2 separate regions of the Sus scrofa genome follow, and region 1 is linked to region 2. Evidence: chromatin contacts called from public Hi-C data. All regions are on one chromosome and are shown on one strand. Each heading gives the region's core, a stretch centred on a gene start, on an enhancer-like site or on the middle of the called end of the contact. The rest is flanking DNA. Distances are from core to core; before and after follow the strand shown.

Evidence for each region. Hi-C and Micro-C count contacts between places; a contact is called where the count stands out from the background.
Region 1: a Hi-C map of skeletal muscle shows a contact between it and region 2, with 2.5 times the contacts expected there. The contact joins the enhancer-like site here to the promoter of STAG1 in region 2. A contact is called at or near these places in 1 of 5 promoter capture datasets (liver), 7 of 47 Hi-C or Micro-C datasets (embryonic fibroblasts, liver, retroperitoneal adipose tissue and 1 more) and 2 of 2 datasets of contacts at active chromatin or transcription factors (alveolar macrophages and skeletal muscle).

Annotation. Positions count from the first base shown.
Region 1 is chr13:77,964,989-77,971,673 of Sscrofa11.1, forward strand. It overlaps IL20RB (interleukin-20 receptor subunit beta), which reads left to right. Exons shown (of 6, transcript XM_013982051.2): 2 at 2,531-2,657; 3 at 4,626-4,816. Among named protein-coding and RNA genes, the nearest start is that of IL20RB, 22 kb to the left of the region's middle. Within about 2 kb of position 3,968, at least 4 of the 83 cell types and tissues checked have an H3K27ac peak or open chromatin away from gene starts, as enhancers often do. A contact at or near this core is called in skeletal muscle, where this site is marked.
Region 2 is chr13:77,859,196-77,865,356 of Sscrofa11.1, forward strand. STAG1 (cohesin subunit SA-1) reads right to left here and starts at 4,302. Exons shown (of 38, transcript XM_021071121.1): 1 at 3,843-4,302. It also overlaps a transcript of NCK1 not described here.

The sequences.
Region 1 (6,685 bases), core at 2,718-5,217, 110 kb after region 2:
GAATGTATATATATGTAGTATGACTGAGTCATTTTGCTGTACAGCAGAAATTGGCACAACATTGTAATTAACTATGCTTTAAAATTAAAAAAAATTTTTTTAAAAAGATGTTAGCTGTAGGTTTTTTATAGATGGTCTTTATCAAATTGAGATAACTCTGTTGTTCTTAACTTTTTTTTTTTTTTTGTCTTTTGAGGGCCACACCCGTGGCATGCGAAAGTTCCCAGGCTAGGGGTCGAATTGGAGCTGTAGCCGCTGGCCTACGCCACAGCCACAGCAACGCCAGATCTGAGCCACGTCTGTGACCTACACCACAGCTCACAGCAACGCCAGGTCCTTAACCCACTGAGTGAGGCCAGGGATTGAACCTGCAACCTCATGGTTACTAGTTGGGTTCATTTACCACTGAGCCATGATGGGAACCCCCTGTTGTTCTTAACTTGAAGCGAGTCTTTTTGTCTTTTGTTTTTAAATCCTGAATGTGTGTTGCATTTTGTAAATGCTTTTTTTCCCGTGTCAATTGATACGATTGTATTTTATTTCTTTAGCTTGTTGAAATGGTGAATTATATGAATTGATTTTCAAATGTCAAACCAGACTTACATACCTGGAATAAACCCCACTTGATCATGGTATATAATACTTTTTATACATTATTGAATTTGGATTACTAGTATTTCGTTGAAGATTTTTGTCTTTTTTTTTTTTTTTTTTTTTTGCTTTTTAGGGCCACATCTGCAGCATATGGAAGTTCCCAGGCTAGGGGTCAAATCAGAGCTACAGCTGCCAGCCTGCATCACAGCCACAGCTTACTGCAATAATGGATGCTTAACCCACTGTGTGAGGCCAGGGACCGAACCCACTGGCCTCATGGATCCTAGACAGGTTCGTTAACTGCTGAGCCATGAAAGGAACTCCAAGATTTTTGCATTTAAGTGTATGAAATATATTGATCTATAGTCTTTTTGCTTTTTTAAAATATATACTATCCTTGTCTGATTTTTGTATCAGGTTAATACTGGCCTCATAAAGTAAGTTGGAAAGTGCTCTTTTCTTCTTCTATTTTTGGGGAGAAGTGGTATAAACTTGGTGTTAATTTCTCTTTAACTATTTCATGGTATTCTCCAGTGTAACCATCTGGACCTGGATATTTCATTTTGAAAGTTTTCGAGTGATGAATTCCAGCTTTATATTTACATAGCTTTATAATCCCCACGTACCTGACTAGGGAAATGCTTTGTCCACCAGAGGAAGGATGACAGAGAGGACCATGCCCCACCCTCCCATGTTACCTTGCTGGAACTGGCCCTTTCCTCTTCATCCCTTGGATGATTGCAAGTTTAAGGGTGGGGAGGGCAGGAAGCCTCCCATGTGGGTGCCCCAGGTGTTTCCTCACAGGGCAGATGGTGGATGCTGAGAGTGAGATGGGGAGACACTACCAGGGTCTTAACTTAGAGAAGAAGGAAGGGCACCAGCCAGGGTGTCCCTGGCAGCCCCCATCCTCTCGTGGTCACAGGGCTTGATAACGAACAGCAGGTGCCAACCTGGAGACAGGCACAGAGATGAAAAGTCCCAGGCGAGGGCCCCAGACCCATACACACTGTGCTGTTGATGTTATCACTGCAACTGTAACAGCAAAAGGTGGCAGGTGTTGGGCGTTAAAAGAGGAGCGTGTGAAAGTCAGAGGAGAGGCCCATAGTGGAAGATCCATGCTACACCCTGGGTTACACACAAGGGTGAGCCCTGGGGCTGCCCAAAGTCCTTATGAGAGCGGGTTCAGCTTCACAGGCCTCTTTGATTCTCTGTGCAAACTGTAGACCTACTGTGTGTGCCCAGTGTGCACATGGTGAGCAGATGCTTGTGTTGGGCTGGCTCAGAGGCTTGCAGTCTGCCTGATGAGCTGGCCTGCTGTGCTCTGGGCTGGACTCCTCCTTCCACAGCAGACCCAAGCCAGAACTTCTCACCTGGCAGCCGATGTCCTATTTGGCCTTACTGCGGGACACAAAGGAATGTGCTTTGGTACCTTTTGGCAGTAACAGGAGAGGGTGGCGATGAGAAGCTGGCCGGAGGCAGTATGGGTTTGCCATGTAGGGGTAGGAGACTCAGGTTTATGAAAACCGAGGTCACATAGTGGCAGAGTCAAGGTCTGAATCTAGGTCAATCTGACATGGGGTTGTACATAATGGGCTTCAGTTTTCTCATTTATACAGCAGAGAATCTGGTGGTCCTCACCTCCCAGTGTGGTCATTAGGCTAAAGGAGATAATCGTGTGATAACCTAGTAGGTGACCTAGACAGAGCATCGTAAGTGCTCAATAAAATTAGCCTTTATTATTATGAATGTTGACATGCCATTCTATCACCAAAGGCAGAATTAAAATGACGACAGCAAAAATTAAGTTTGAACACAAGTATGGTGAAATTACAGTTGTTCCAAAGCATGTGAGTTCTTTCATTAGAAACTAACTTGAAGCGGTGGCATTCCCCTATGTGAGCTTACCTGTAAGCCTGTCTATCTGACTTGATCCCAGATGGAGTGGCTGTTCTGCCTGCCCCACAGAACATCTCAGTGCAGTCAACCAACATGAAGCACGTCTTGACCTGGAGCCCAGTGATGGTGCCTGAAGAAATAGTATACTATTCTGTCGAGTACCAGGGGTGAGTTTTTTTGTTTGTTTTAGTTTATCTCTTTTGGATAGTCGTTAACTCCTGGAGGCACAACCCTCATTCCAGAGCCCAAGGAGGCTTTGTGAGTCCAGGGAGAGATTATTTCCCATGATCTGCCTCTCGTGTCTGCCTCTTGGACACTGAGGGAGCTGACGCAGCAAGGGAAATTGTCCCGTGGATTTGACGGTGAACAACCTGGGGACACAAACATTTATAAACACATTTTTTGGTGAAGCTTGTTTTTAACAGTGCGTCAATTGTCTATCACTGAAGAAAATATTAGGAAATGAGGTGGACTCTCACTTGAGGTGGAGAAATCATTGGAGACTGAGATCCTCTGGGGATGAGGGAGACCTCGGTTTTCCCGACTGTGCGCATGTCCCTAGGAGCCAAAACAAATTGTGACCCTCTATGTCAGCTGGTCCTCTTCCAGGTATCCAAGCTCTCAGAGGTGTTGAGTGACAGGGACACAGAAGGTGTTCAACATATTTCATTAACAACTCATACACTCTCAGCTGCTCCAGGTGTAGACTTTCTCCTAGGCTCAGGGGTACAGTTGACCAAGTTTCTGGAGATAAGGAGCTTACATTTACCAGAGGAGACAGTAAAAAGTTCAAGAAATAAAGACACTAGGTCTACACTGTCCAATGTAGTGGCCACTAGACATGGACAGCTATTTAAAGTTAAGTTAGTTAAAATTAAATTAAAATGTCTGTTTCCCTGTCATATGAGCCATATTTCTTTTTCTTTTTCTTTTCTTGTCTTTTAGGGCTGCACTGGTGGCATATGGAGGTTCCCAGCTAGGGGTTGAATTGGAGCTGTAGCTGCCGGCCTACGCTACAGCCACAGCAAGGCAGGATCTGAGCTGCATCTGCAACCTACACCACAGCTCACAGCAATGCCAGATCCCTAACCCAATGAGCAAGGCCAGGGATCAAACCCTCGTACTTTTGGATGCCAGTTGGGTTCGTTAACCACTGAGCCATGATGGGAACTCCTCACATGAGCCGTATTTCAAGTTTTTTTTTTTTCTTCCGCTTTTTTATGGGTGCAGATTCAGCATATGGAAGTTCCCACTGAGCAAGGCCAGGGAACAAATGCACATCCTCACAGAGATTACATTGAGTCCTTAACCCGCTGAGCCACAGTGAAAATTCCGCATTTCAAGTTCTTAATAGGCACATGTGGCTAATATCACATAGAAAAACACCCATGCAGAATAGTTGCACCATTGCAGAAAGTTCTATTGGGCAGCACTGCTTTGGGTGTCAGAAATCAGTGCTAGGAGGGAGCTAAAAGGCTGATGCAACAGAGATGACACTGTGACAACTTTTATTAGATGGGCAGGGGAGGTCTGCCTGAGTATGTGCTGTTTAAGCCAGTGGCTGAAGGACAGGAGCAGCCGGCCAATGTGGAATGCAGGGGCAGAGCATTTGAGACAGTGAACGTGTCAGCCTGTTGGGGAAACGGCAAGGAGGCCTGTGTGGAGAGAGCATCATGCTGAAGGTTGGAGTGAGAGAGAAGGCCAGAGAGTCTTGTAGGCCATGGGGGAGGTTTGGATTCCATTCAAGGCCAGAGCTCCTTGGAGAAATGTTATGCTCTGCTGAGTGATGAAGGGTTTGGAGAATGGCAGGAAGGGAAGCCGGAAAAGCAGTCAGGAGACCCAGCAAGGCAAGGGGTGCAGTGGCTGCGAACGGGGTGGTGACTGTGCAGACAGACCAGGACAGAGTTTATGGGGTTTAGGTGGGGTTTATGCCTGGATTTCCCTCATCTGGTAAGAAAGGGCGTAAGGAAGGATGGGTGGTTGGTGAAGGAGGAGAGGGGAGGAAGTGGAATGTGGAGCCAATTCTTCTTTTCCGGACCCATAAAAAGTCAGCGAATGAGGCAGGTACTTGAAACCATCATTGAGGCTGGGGAGAAGGGGCTGCTGTGATACTGTCTCCTCCTCTCTTTGTCCAGAGAGTATGAGAGCCTATACATGAGCCACATCTGGATCCCCAGCAACTGGTGCTCACCCACCACAGGTCTTGAGTGTGACATCACTGATGACATCACTGCCACTGTGCCATACAACCTCCGGGTCAGGGCCACGCTGGGCTCACAGACCTCGGCCTGGAGCACCCTGAAGCACCCCTTTAATCGAAATTCAAGTAAGGCCCTTTTCTACTTACTCCACACCTCTACCAGTTCACACCCACCCCCCTTTCAGGAGCCATGTTCACTGAGCCTTTAGGATTCTTTTCAGCATCAAATTAGTCTTGCAAAGTCAGAGTACTGTGAACATAAACAACCCTAACTGGTCTATTTAAAAAGTTTCTGGCAGCTTCCTACAGCACCCCCCTCTTTTGTTTTTGCTTTTTAGGGCCACTCCTGTGGCCTATGGAAGTTCCCAGTCTAGGGGTCAGTTTGGAGCTATAGCTACTGGCCTATGCTACAGCCACAGCAACGCAGGATCCAAGCTATGTCTGCAACCTACACCGCAGCTCATGGCAACACCGGAGCTTAAGCCACTGAGTGAGGTCAGGGATGGAACCTGCATCCTCATGGATACTAGTCGGATTCATCTCTGCAGCGCCACAACAGGAAATCTACCCCCTCTCATTTCAAAAGAGACTTTGGAAGTTATTTATGATTTTCTCTGGAAAGAAGGCTGCTCTAGAATTGGGGAGATGAGGCTAAGACGGCCTCTCTCTACCCTGATGGTGCCTCAGTAAATCTTATACTGCCTCCCATCCCTACCTCATTAACTCCATCTTTGTTTCCTGTGTGTGCATCTTTGTGCAATAGTGTCTATACATTATTAGCGTGACCAGAAATAGTCTTTTGGAAATGAGTAAAATTTCTATAACAATAGAACCTGGAAAATGATGGAGAAAGAAGTAAGGGAAGAACCCAGATTAGTGACCAACTATGGCAGAGTGCAAATAATTACCAAGGTGTAAAAGAGTGTGTGGGGGGCATAGCAGGAGCAAGGGCAGGATGGCCAGCAGGTGAGGAAGCAGCTGGTCACAGGGTGAAGGGCTTTGACATAAAGCTTGATCAAATCAATAGAGGGGCTCATGGAAGAAGAGAGGGTCTAGGCCAAGTCTGTCTCACCGAACACTCGCCCTGGCTGCTGTGGGGAGAATTAGCTTCAGGCAAGAAAAGAGTCGGGGGGTGAGTGAACCCTGCAGCTGAGCCAAGGTGGGTCCTGAGCCAAGGTGGGTCCTGATCCCAGGAGTCGGGGAGGGGAGCGAAAACATAGCCATGGCTGAGTTAGAAAGTTTAGAGCCTTGGGGACAAGTTACTGGGAGTCAGAGTTGTGGGGAGACAACGATGGTGTCCGGCTTCTATTTGAAGTTGGTGAGAATGTCATCCAACGCAGAGAACCTAGCAGGGGTGACTGGTCTGAGGAACAGGAGACTCTCCTGGCTTTGGGCTATTTGAGATGGGGATTCCTATAAGATATTGTGCCTCAGATGTCTGATTTATAGTTGGAAAGCAGGCCCTGGGGCTCAGACAGATCAAGGTCAGACACAAAACTAATAGCTAATTAATTAATAGCTAATCACCTCACTTGGGAGCAGGTGAGATTGTCCAGGGACAAGACGTGAGGACAAAGAGAACCCAGGAAAAGATTCTAGGAAATCTATATAAAGAGGATGGAGGGAAGGGCACCCACAGGTGCCGGGAGAGGGAGAGGGGCAGGGAGAGGGTCATGGAAGGGAGGATAGGAGAGCTGCTGATAGGTCTGAAGGAGGTCCCTAAATGGGTCCTTGAGAAAGTGGCTTCGTGGAGCAGTGAGCATGTTGGTCAGGCTGCCGGCTGGAGGAGTGAGTGGAGGAGAAAGGCGCAGGGCAGCCCTCCTCTGAGAGGGGTGTGGATGATAATGTGACCGGTTTGGACATGCAGGAAAGGCAAGGGAAAGGCTTGCCTTCGGTGACTGGTTTTCTTGGTGTGGCAGGCAATCCTCTGGTGTGAGGACGTAGGAGGGTTGGGGGCAGCATGTACAGTAATGGAAGGAATCGAAGGTTACTGAG
Region 2 (6,161 bases), core at 3,052-5,551:
TTCAAAAGACCCTAAAAGTCTGTAAAAGCATATAAGGTGGCATTAATTTGGATCTAGTTGGGGAAGTTTTTATGAATTTAGCACAAACAAATGTTGATGTGGTACTGGTTATTAAGCTACTGTTATTCTTTTTATGTTACCTTAATTTCAGATTCACCCATCCATACTTTCCTCTGTGATGCTATGGCTCAGATCCTGCAAACTACATTTTTCCTATGCCAGCTGGTGTCTCACTAGGTTCCACCAATAAAAGGCATTAGAGGGAGACTCAAAGACAAGAGAAGAAAGGACTTCCTCCTTTCTGTTTGCTTGCAGTTTCTGTCATTGTTACCACATAAGTGAGAGTCCTTTGCTCCAGAAGCAGCAATTGAACTTCTTTTAGCACTCCTTCACCCCCATCCAACCTCATCATATCCCTCTCAGTCGCAGCAAGCAGGCTGGAGAGCACTCTCGCAGGGGTGTGAGCTGCAAGTCAGCTAGGTCATTCCTCTGAGCTCCTGACACCTGATGGTTCCACCTCGATTCCTCTTTTTCACTTTCCTTAGAGGTGGTAGCTACTTCTAAGTTATCATATCTGGGATACTTCAGTGGTCCCTTTTTGCTTTTCCAGTCCTTCAACACCCAAAACTAAATTCTCTCTTGTAATATCCTGTGATTTCTGTTCCCTTGACTAATATGCCTTCAAATATACCCCAAAGGAACCCACAGTCACTTGTCGGATGTCTGTGCTTTTGGGAAAATGTTAACATTCAGATTTTCCAGGAATTATTGGCTCTCAATAAAAATTATCCAAATTGAAGCACAGAAGGAAAATATTTGGAAAAAAAAAAAAAGAACATAGCCTGGATTGAACCATACCAAGGACTAAGAAGTCTAGCATAAGTGTTAAGTGTAGTCACAGAAGAAGAGAGAGAGAGAAAGGGGTGAAAAAAAATATTTGAAGATACCGGCCAGAGGTTTTCCAAATTTGATAAAAAGAAACAACAAAAACAGTCAGCAATCCACAGATCCAGGGAAATAAGTGAACCACCCCAGCATGAATACAAAGAAAATCACACCTAGAAACATAGTGTAACTGCTATGATAAACAAAGATAAAGAAACAAAATCTTAAAAGCACCCAGAGGAAAAGACATATGACATACAGGAAACCATGGAGACCAGAAAACAACAGAATGACAGTTTATAAAGTGCTGTTAAGAAAACCCTTTGATGGGTCTCATTGCCTATATGATAAAATCCAAGGGCCTTAACTTGCATAATCCACTCTTGTTTACTTTTGTTAGTTTTTCTGCTCTTGCAATATTCTAATATTATATAATGCCTTTTAAAATGCAGGCCCCTCTAATTGGAAGGCCTTTCTCCTTTGCCTACTTAATTGCCTGAATAGCCTAACCACATACCTCTTCTCCCCCTGTTGCCTAATGTCCCCCTGTACATATCTATTGCTGTATTTACTATATAAATAATACGTTATCTGTTTAAATCTTATTCTCTGTAATTGGTTGAAGCTCCTTTAAGTTTGACTGATCTTTAGATCTCTGGTACCAATTGTAGTGCCCACCAGAGTAGATGCAATATATTTTTGTTGTATTAACTCCCATAAAAGCATAAAGCATAACAGTATTTAATCCAGAAATTTAGCTACCAGGGCCCACTAATTTCTGTATTTCACAGTCAAACATGTGATTAGTTACTGCTTACTGATTAGTAGGTAGGGTGGGTTTTTTTCTTTTTCTCTGTTTCTTGTTTTTGTCCTAAATAGTTCTATCTTACATTGATGCCAAACCAGATCATTCTCCCTAATCACTTCTACATATAAGCTATCAATAGTTTCCTGGGAAAGGTCTTGAGACATGGAGCCTCATTTTTCCCTTGTCTTCCCAAATTCTTTTCTTTGAGATGAATGAAGTGAGCTGCCTACATGTTTTTATCCTAGACAGATTAGTTCCCATATCTGAGGCCCCATTTCTAGTCTATTAGTCATAAGTTTTCACCTAAGTGTTGTTTCCTGATTCTGACTACTCCTTAGTCCACTCAGAACTAATTAGGAGTGATTCTCATTTTTTGATGTGAGTTCCACTAAATGAGAGGAAGGAGGAGCCAACTGCATATTTAAATTTGGAAGGTGGGGAGATACAGAGTGTGAAAGGGAGTCTTTGGGACAACTCCCACCTCATAAGGTCATGGACTCTATTTCTTCTAAGTACACTGTAATATAATTTCATACATCACTTTCTGCCTATCTACCCTTCTACCTAATGCTTTCCTCTTTCATTGTTTTTCCCTTATTTTTCTTCTTTAATTCTATCTCTTTTTCTAAGATTTTTTTTTGTTTTTCTTTTTTCAGAGTTCCTAGTAAGAATGGGCAATGAGGAAATTTAAAGGAAAACTAAAAGGAAAAAACATGTTTACAAATAACTAAAATCCTCTTATGAAAAAGCTCTTCCCCTCACTTCTATTGCTTCAATAGGTGGCATGCCATAGTTAAGAGATCTGGATCAAAATCTCATGAAGAGTTTATTCAGATCATTGGCCCATTCAAAATACATATTCTCTTACAAAATAAAATCTAAAGTTATGACTTCAGCATATTTTTTTTCTGGGCTTATTTTCCCCACTTAAAATGATATTTTAGGGTCATAAGCTACCTGATGGAAAGGACCATTTTATCTGTTATATTTTTATTCACATCTCCTAACCTTATCACATGTTAAATATGTAACTAGAATTTAGCAAGGTGTAGTTTGATATGTGATTCTGGAGAAATAGTTTCAACCTCTGGACCATGGTTTCTCCAGCTTCAATAATGAATGTAATAATAGCTCTATCCATGAACTTTACTAAGATGTATCAACAAATAAAACTACTGTATTAGTTAGCTTGGGCTGCTACAGCAAAATACCACAGACTGGGTGGCCTAAACAACAGAAATTTAATTCTCACAGTTCTGGAGACTGAAAGTCCCACATCTGAGTGCCAGCAAAGTTAGTTTTTGGCAAGAGCTCTCTTCCTGGCGTGCACATGGCTGCCTTCTCAGTGTGTCTTCTAGTTGTGAAGACAGAGAGCAAGCTACAGGGCTTGCTGTATCTTACAAGGGCACATCCTATAGGATTAGGGCCTCACTCTTACCACCTCAGTTGACCTTAGTTACCTCCTAAAGGTCCTAGGAGGCCTTTCTAGAATACATTTAGAATGTACTTTTAAATACATTCACATTGGGGGATAGGGCTTCAACATGAATTTTGGTAGGGAACACAATTCAGTCCATGATAAAATATGCAAAGGTATTTAGACCCTTTGAATAATCCAAAATTCACTTACATTATTCACTTTAGATGCTAGTTATGGGATATAGATGTAGAGTTGTTGCTGCCTGGAGTTCAGTGTGGTCTACTTGCTCTAGCCAACTTGAGGCCAGGAAGGGCTGGACCATAGGTGTTTTGTGCTTGACCTTGTGATCCTATATATAGCAAGTGAACCACACACCTCTATCAGCACGCAAACAATTTTGAAGTTAAATATAGAAAAGCAGAAACTCTTGGAATTTAGGGCCAGGATTAAAAATGGGATTGGAAGATGTATTAATGCCTAAACAATATTTACTGACGATCTAGCATGTGCTTGGCACTGGGGAAAAACTGTATACTGACATGGCTCCTGATTTAACTGAATGTACAGTGTCGGTAGGGAGACGGACTGACTCTTTCAACAGCTTAGGTGGGGACAATATCTGTGCACCTTGGCAGTCTTCCCTAAGGGGGCAACACCTAAGCAGAGCTACAGAGATGGCAGGGAATGGAGGGTGGCTGCAGTGCTGGCGTCGCGGGAGAACCAACTTACTGATGGCCGGTGACTGGGGCTGGGCCGCTAAGAATGGGCAGACCTGGCACCAAAGATCACTGCTCTCCTCACAGCAAGGCTTCTGCAGCCAAGACGGGAAGCTACCCACGCACCAGGACCCTTCGAAGGCCTTCAGACTCAGCTTATTTCTGTTTGCTGCTCAATTTAAGCATATGTCTGACATTTTCCTCTCAGGTCCCCATTTCCAGGTCTTTATGTTTGTTTTGCTTTTTAAGTTCCCCGCCCTTAAAAACCTTTTGCTGGCAAGACCTTCTTCAGATGCGGAAACCAGGAGGAAGCGTCCAGAATAGCAAGGGCTGACCTCGGGAAGCCGTCATTTCTGTTGTGGGTTCTCTCCTGTGGCGCTGAGAAAGTCCAAAGTAATCAGCTAGAGAGACAAAAGCTACAAGAATCAGATGCAGGCCCGGCGTTCCTCGCCCGCTCGCTCAAAGCTGTCTGCGGAGCCTTCTCAGCTCACTCCACACCCAGCACAACGCTTGATTGACAGAGGGGCCCGCCCACTCGTGGCGCAGCGCAGATCGCTCTCGCGTCAGTGATAGGAGGGAACGGAGCGGCTGAGCCTATTAGATGGGGCAGGGAGGGGGTTTCCTGCCCGCGCGGATCCGCCCGCGGCCTCGCAGCCAGTCCGCACAGCAGCCCCGCCCACTCGCCGCGCGCCCCGCCCCTCTCCCCAGAGCTACGCGGCGGCAGAGCGGAGGCCTCGTGCCCTAACGGCCATCGCGGTGGCCGCGGTGGCATCCCGGTGCCCTCCTCAGGTGAGCTGGGGCCGCCTGGGCTCGGCAAGAGGGGAGGTGAGACGGTCCTGCCGGCAGGCAGACGCACGGACAGCTTTTCCTTGCTTCCAGAGTCTTCACAGCCTGTTACTTGCCGCGGCACTTCCTCTTCCCCGGCGAAGTTAGCCCCCGGGGGCGCCGTCTGCCGGCCCCGAGTTGAGCCGGAGGGGGCGGGGAGGCCGCTCGTCCCGGCCTAGGCATTTGCCTGGCTGCTGCGCGCGACCCTCTGGCCACTGCCCTGGGCGGCGCGGCCCCGCGGCCTCCCTCTCCATCCTTTGGGAGTCCGGTCGTGTTGAGCGCAGCGGCCTGCGGCCCCGTGAGGCTGGGAGGTCGAATGTGTGGCGCGTGTCCCCCACCCCGTTTCTTTTCCTAACCAAAAGTCGTGTTGGCTGTTGTGGCGCAGTCCGAGGCCGCGAAGGTAGGGACGTGGTAGACGAGGACAGGGGCGTGCACACCCCCAGCTTGAGAGTGGGGGTAAGGAGCGTTTCCCTGTGTTGGGGGTGGACATCCTGGTGATGCGCCATACGCCCCCTCCAGTCCCCCCCTCCTTTCCCTTCTACTGGAAAAATACGGGTTATTTTAATCTTGTGGATTTGCGGTAGATTAGTACGAGAGTTGATTGAACTATGAGCTTTTGACTATATTGTGTTCTAATATATCCAGTAAAAAGAATGTATCTCGATAGTTGGTTTTGTAACCTTTCTTATCTGTGTCCATAAAAGTTAAATTAGCCGTCAGAAACTCGGGAAGCTGGATTTTGTTCGGGTCTGAGAACCCTAACATTATGTGCGCTCAGTTAATGTCTAACTAAGGAATTAGTTACCTAAAAATAATTCTGGCCGTTGGATTTGGTAAGAAACCATGAGAGTTAGGAAAGAAGGTAAGGAGAAATTTCTAATCCTGTATTGGGTGGTGAGCAAATAAGCTGAATATCCGGACAAAACTGGTAAGTGTTGCAAGAGGTATTCACTTTTTAAAATCTTAACTTCGGCAGATTTATGAAAGACAATTTGTACAATTTATTAAGCACTTGGAAAGCACTGTACCCAAAGTCTCCATCTTCAGCTATGAGTGCATAGTAAATGGGGAAATAATCCAAGAAGAAGGTTTTATCTGTTTGATAATTGTCAATAATGTTTAGTTCTTAAATAGGCATCCCATTCACAGTTTGATAGAAACTCGAGAAATATGCAGTGGTTGATTAATAGTTTTATTTTATCTTGATCACAAACGTGGGGACTTTCTTTTTTGGAAATTATGATTTGTAAGCATTCTATGCAGAATGGTCAAGATTTCTTAGCTGTGCTTGTTCATGTATTAAATTTTAAGTTGTTTGCTTTCTTTTTCTAAGCATTATATTTAGTCCAGATTTAGAGGTCTTTGTAAATAAAACTTGAAGCATACATCAAACATTTTTTATCATGCCATTGGATTTTTCTTTTCTTTTTAAATTTTTATTTATTTATTTTTTTGTCTTTTTAGGGCGGAACCCGTGGTATTTGGAGGTTCCCAGGCTAGGGGTCGA